Linked DNA regions of Gasterosteus aculeatus: region 2 is linked to region 1. The links are chromatin contacts, called in public Hi-C maps. All regions are on one chromosome and are shown on one strand. Each heading gives the region's core, a stretch centred on a gene start, on an enhancer-like site or on the middle of the called end of the contact. The rest is flanking DNA. Distances are from core to core; before and after follow the strand shown.

Region 1 (3,292 bases), core at 463-2,962:
TTTGGCAGTGGAGACACAAATAAAAGGGTACCGACCCGACCCGTACCGTACCGTGCCGCTTGGTGGAAACGCGCCATAAATGATCTAAATCTGATCAGAAAATCGCACAGGGAGAGAAAAGAAAGAGGAAGCCTTGCAGTATCCTGGGTCTGACGGGTGAGGTTGGTCTGGTCAAAGTGTGCAAACTAATTAACTCTTTTAAAACATCACTGATTAAATTTACTCAAAGTAAACAGTAATCAGTAGGCGCATGTTTTTCAATTATTACATTTGTTCAATCTTTGTATGTTTTGCTTTATACAAAGAATCACACCTTTAAGCCTCCCGATACGACCACGTACGCCTCTGCAGGCCAGATGGACGTCAGAGCCTTGCTCAGGGGTGTTGTGTCAGTGGTTGTTGCCTGCTTTACCAACAGTTTTCCAGGCAGTCTGGCAATTCCAACCATCGGCACTTTGTGCACAAGCCAGCTTCTCTGACCTCTGGACCTCCGCCGGCCCCTGAGCACGTGGTACAGACACTCGGTTTGGAGACTAGCTGTGTTTATGGAGATTGAGCACTGATCTCTGTCTCCCCAGTGGAAATGAGTATATGTGGTGGTATGGAAGAGTCGTTACGGACTCTGTCTTTTGTTTTCAACACCCTGCTCCCAGGTGGTGACAGCCCGCTGCTAAGTGCGGTAATAGCCAATTGATTTTGTTCTCTTTTTTTTTTTGTTGGTGGCGAGACATAAATCAAAGCGTCTGTCAGGATCTTGATGTAGTTGGGAGGGTGTGTGTGTTTGTGTGTGTGTGTGTGTGTGTGTGTGTGTGTGTGTATAATGGGGGTAGTGAGGGTTCTGTTTGGACTGGGATAGTGTCAACAATTAATCCGGCCTCTGATCTGCAGGCCACAGCTTTCCTGACCCTCAGTCACAGTCCAATTGGGACGGCAGCCTAAAATGGCTAAAATCAACACATTAAATCCATGCGCTGGTTCCAATAGATTTTTACAGCACCATTTCAAGCCTTTAACAAACATTTAGTTGATTTTTCATACTTTATAGGTACAATCTAATCAGATGTGTCTTTTTGCAACACAAGCTTTATGTAATGTCTTGAATCAACTTTAAAAAATAAAATAAAACTCTCAGGTGCTCCAAATCCTCCCCTGCCTCAAGAATCCAAGACATAGGGAGGGAGGTGGGATCATAGAGAACACAAATGCGAGCAACACTGGAACCATGTTAATCCCTTTAATTTAAGTATGGTAAATAGGGTCGGAGCTTCCTTCTAAACAAAACACAGTATACAAGAGTTCAGCAGGCAGCGGCAGGGGGAGCTTCAGATGTAGGCAGGCTACCCGGTGGGATGCCTGGTGGTCTCCTGGGATACCTCCCAGCTCCCAAGACCCCTACTGAGTCCCCCCCCTCTTCCTCCTTCCCAAAGGCTATCCCTGGCCCAGCACTAGCCCGCGGGATAGGGTGGAATGGCCCGGACAATATGCCTGAGACAATGGGCTTTGAACCACACACACAGTAAGCCTATGTTGCCAGCTGTAGCCATTCCGATGGAGACCTAGTACGGGTGCGGAGGAAGAGGCGGAGGAGGAGCGGGTCGGACTGCGTTTTATGTCTCAGGAGTATTAAACAGGGATCTGCCAAAGCGCTTTGTGGCCTAGCATGCTCAACCCTGCCGAAATGGTTCTGCGCAGCAGTGACCTGCTAACCCAAGCCAGACTGACACCAGCACCTCCTCCACTATGAAAGAGAGTGTCTGTTCCCCGGGATGAACACGGGACAGAGGGGGGCTGGGGGAGGATGCAGAGGGGGCTGAGAAAAGGAGTATGTTTTTGAAACAGTTAGACAATCTGTTTGGATTAGGCCCACTGCCGAAGAGACATGGAAATGATGGGCAGCCTGGACGAGGGGAGGAGAGGAAAAGAAGAGGGGGAGGAGGAGAGGAGAAAGGGGGGGTGAGACAGATGTAGAGGAAAAGTGGTGGTGGAGGGGTTTAGAGGCATGAGGGGGAGTTGAGGAGAAGGGTCGCAGCCTGGAATCTCAGGATCTAAGGCCCTCTTGGCTTGATGGTTCCCAGATGTTGAAGCCCCCCCCCCCCCCCCCCCCTCCCCGCGTGCCCCTCCTTCCCTGCAGTGTTGCTCTGCTGTGGTGAATACACAGGAGCCCAGTTAGCCATGCAGGACAGATGGGTCAGTGGCTGTGTGGAGATGGGCCTCCTGTGGACCAGGGGAAATGAGAGGCGAGAGGCATCTCCTCCCAACAGCCACAGGCCAGAGGGGGCAGACCTGGCTATGTTTTCTTATCCTCTCTCCACCACAGGCAATCTCAGATGGTGAGGGATGTACATGTGACCGTGTGCAGATGTGTAGATGTTGTGTCTTTGAATATATGCGTTTAAATGTATGATCTGGGTTTTGCACAATGGCCACAGGCTGCTGCAAAAAGGTTTTCCAATGAATAATGGTGGTAAGTCGCAGTCTGCAGTGTGTATAGTGTGCTTCGGTTTCTACATCGCAGACTGCAAAAATGAAGGTGGCTGGTCAGACTGTAGCCAGTGCTGAAAGTCTGGCGCTCCTAGATTTAGAGCCCCTGGCTGCAGCCCACCATGTTTCAGCATGACGGCGTGTTCTCGTCCACCTATCTGCTGAAATGCTTACAGCAGCCTGGCTGCAGGAGGGTAAGCAGAAAGTGTCTGCGGCCGTATTTTAGCAGGGAGTTCACTGGCCACCGAAACACACATTTGTCAACGCATTAAAAGGTGTGAACACTCTAACAAAAGGCAGTGTTCTTGTCACACGCTGAGCTCAGAGGTGTTCTGTGTGGGGAGCTGCATTTATCCAAGTGTTCTCATCCCAACTTCGGGAGTCAACGCTGGGTGGCTCAGACACAGTAAGCCCCCCTAGTTAGAGAGGGTTTGAAAGGCTGTTGTATCTTTTAATTGTAAATTGAAGTGTTCACACACATGTCGGTTTCTGGACTGAGGAGTTTCTGTATCCTTATGGGCGCTTTAAAACCCATAGGCACACGCAGGGAATAATTCACAGAAGCCCTTGCTTAATTTGTGGTCATGGTTGCCAGATATGGAGAGAGACATTCTATCTCCCTGGAGAGGGTTGGATATCATCCTCTGGATGTGGTGGGGGGAGGTATCTTTGGAGCATCTTATGGCTATTACAAGAAACCTGGGAATGGAAAAAATGCTTGTGTGTGTGTGTGTGATGTGAAGGAGGGAACGATTTGGGGGAGAGCTACGCTCAGGATTACACAGCTGGCCCATGTCACTCGTTGACCCTT
Region 2 (3,260 bases), core at 280-2,779, 64 kb before region 1:
AAAGAAACTGTCCCTTCTAGTGAAATGGAATTATATTTGTATTCAGTATTCCCAAATGTTGCCTTTTATTTGAAATAAATTAGTTTTGTTAATCTTATGAGGCCAGATTCCCCGAACGCAAACAATCAAAAATAATTGCAGGATCTATTATTTGAAACTATGACCGCTAACGCCAAACAGTTTAAATTTGACACGCGAAAATTGCATGTGAACTTGGTCACTTCAATATTCACCAGGGAAAGAAGGTCCAGGGTGTCTCCGAAATCCACAACCGACTACACTAAAAGACGCAGACAGAGACTCAAGAGCTACAGACGACATGAACACACATTCTTAATTACATAACAATGAATACACCATCCGAAACGTGCCTGAGGAAAAACTCAAGGCTATGGTGTGCAATTAAATGAAATATAAATCTTCTTAAAATGACTACTATGTCTGAATTCCTTATATTCGGATTTTTTAATCAAACGCACGAACCTGAAGATGAACCATTTGCAATATTTGAATATCTTATCTCGGGTTGTTGCACCACTTAACCTTCCACAGATAACTTCGGCCTTTGTAGGCCTGCGGCTAATTAACCTATAAAGTAACTTATCCTAATTTAACCTTTGAAATTTGTTCTATTTCACAGATTATAACACTGAGAGAATGCTATTGACTATCGGAACCGAAGCCCAATATCGTCCACATGATTTAGTTCAGATGGTCTTTTAAGGAGGATTTTCTTCCCGTTGGGACACAAATTCACACGACTGGGGCCAGATTGATTGGACACACACACACACACACACACACACACACACACACACACACACACACACACACACACACACACACACACACACACACACACACACACGCGATAATATGGATCTATTTCCTTCCACCAAGGTTCAATATATTTACGTAACGTATATGATTGGCCATCATATCTCTGCAAATCCATCTACTGAGTACAATATTTACTATATCACCATTCAGCACATACACACCTGAACAGGGTGGATTCACAGTGTTCATTGCGAGACCGTCTCTCATTTATAAATCTTTTAAAGAGCTTCGCTCGTCTTTTCCTTCAACAATCGCTTGTTGTTATTGGTGCAAGTTATCACATTGAGCTTTATGTTGTTGTAATGAAATGTTAATGCCAAACGAAGTACTGATCACTTCTCAGATGAGTGTGTGCAGCGCTAAAGTTTGTTCATAAGGGAAGAGGACTGATCGGCACGATGTTGAAATCCACTTCATTCTCCTGCGGAGGAAACGGGAGTTTCAGAACTGTATCCATCACCTCGATTGTTGTAGACCGCAATTCTGTGGCAAAGAAATAAATCGTTTTGGAAGAAAAAAGAATATTCAAACGTGATGGACGGTTTTAATGTGCAAAATACTGCGCTATTTCGTCAAAAACATTACATTTCAAGTAAAAGCCATTTCTTACGTCCGATTTTTTATTTTTTGCGCAATCCCATGGACCACCTTAAAAGCGTTTGTCCCGCCCTGGAAGCTTTCTACGGGCCTTCTGATTGGCGGAGGGTTCATTGATGGAAGCGGCTGCAAAAATGCAAAACTTGTTGCAGGCTCACACAGCGCCAAGCGGCAGTGCGAAGTGAGAGTGTGTCTGTGAATCGCTCCAAAGTGCACTCAGACCACACCAGGCACGACTCGGCACACGGAGGGACGCGCACGTTAGGAGCGAAACGCACCGCGAGGACTTCAGGCAAAAGGCGCTTCTCTGCGAGGCGCGCGACCGGCAGCGGGCGAAGGATGCTGTGCAGCAGCTCCGTGGTTGTGGAGTGCGGGTAGTGCACGCCGCGCTGCTCCGGGTCCAGGTCGCGTTAACTGACGCTCCGGTTCTCCGGTGCCTGGGTTGGAGATTGTGGACTTTCGATCACATTGGACTTTTGAGCTACATGTCTGCTTGGCAGTTAGCGTGATATTGAAAGACATTAGAAGAAAGTGTTTATTTCAAGAAATCTTTTTTTTCTGCTCTAAGGCTGCAGGGGTAGTTTAAACTATCCGGCTCATATTGGACTTTTTCCTCTTTTTTTCCAGTATGGGACCTTATACAAAAAGTCGCTCCGGGACTTTTGACTTTTGACATTGGACTGGAATAAACAATTAATAGCTGACAGAAATTGTCATATTACCTATTCGATCGCTCCCGATCTTTTAGTTCGTCAAGGAGATGCTTTTTTGTCACGTTCGCGCCGAAGAAAAGCGCACAGAAAAACTTTGGACTATGGTAGGTTACCCGTGCAGCAAGTTAAATAACAGTGTTCTATGTGCGTTTGCTTAATCAAAGACAAAAGGCAGAGCCGTCAAATGCGCGCATAAACACGGGAGCCGGAACACAGTTTGCGTGCGTATTTGGACAGTCTATTCCCTCTCGCGCCCGCGTCCTTGGAGAAGTTGAAAAACAAAAAACAATTGATAAAACGCAATGATTAACTTATTTCACGCGTTTCAACATTTAAAGAATACAAATCAGTTTGATCATTAGACATTTGAACAATTTCTTTATATCTTTTTTTTTCCTTTTGGGGACAGACTGTAAAAAAAAAAAAAAAAACAGACAGTGCGCTGATGTCAGGCAAACTGGCCGTCATGTGGGATTGATTGCAGGGGAGTATGTTTGGGCTGGAGCAGTTTGCTTCTCAGATTAATAGCAGAAACCCTCGCCAATCAGAGAGAAACATAAACCTATCGAGACTGAACATGGGCTCTCATTATAAAAGTCCGGGTTTTCACGCTGGCGGCCCGCCGGGAGCCGTGGAACCCGGCATGGGCTCTCTGAGCGAACCGCAAATGCTCGGGCTCAATATGAACATGAACGGAGAACAGTACGGGGGCTTTCACCCGCGGGGCCACTCGGACATGCATGCAGGCAGCGGACTTCAGCAGCAGCAGCAGCAAGGACCCATGCATGGATTTTTTAACAACCAGCAACCTCACCAAGGGCATCCTCACGGCCATCAACCTCACCCCCACCAACCTCACCCTCATTTCGGTGGAAATTTTGGAGGCCCAGAGCCAGGATCATCATGTCTGCATGGTGGCCGGCTAATGGGCTACAACAACAATGGCATGGGACCACAGCAGGGCTTTGGAGAAGGATTTGATCCTCTCGCTGAGGCGCAGGCAGGGGATGGCTTTCCCCCGCAGCAGCAGCAGCAACAGCAGCAACGGCCTGGTAACATGCCTGACTTTCAACATCACGGCCCTCCCAGTGTCAGCCATGCGGTCCCCGC

Evidence for each region. Hi-C and Micro-C count contacts between places; a contact is called where the count stands out from the background.
Region 2: a Hi-C map of skeletal muscle shows a contact between it and region 1, with 4 times the contacts expected there. The contact joins the promoter of mn1b here to the enhancer-like site in region 1. A contact is called at or near these places in 3 of 6 Hi-C or Micro-C datasets (skeletal muscle and whole body).

What each region holds. Positions count from the first base shown.
Region 1 is chr13:14,357,056-14,360,347 of fGasAcu3.hap1.1, reverse strand. All of the region lies in intron 1 of LOC120831333 (a long non-coding RNA gene), which reads left to right. Among protein-coding and RNA genes, the nearest start is that of LOC120831333, 4.4 kb to the left of the region's middle. Within about 2 kb of position 1,712, at least 2 of the 9 cell types and tissues checked have open chromatin away from gene starts, as enhancers often do.
Region 2 is chr13:14,420,704-14,423,963 of fGasAcu3.hap1.1, reverse strand. It overlaps mn1b (meningioma 1b), which reads left to right and starts at 1,529. Exons shown (of 2, transcript XM_040195349.2): 1 at 1,529-3,260. The coding sequence starts at 2,641.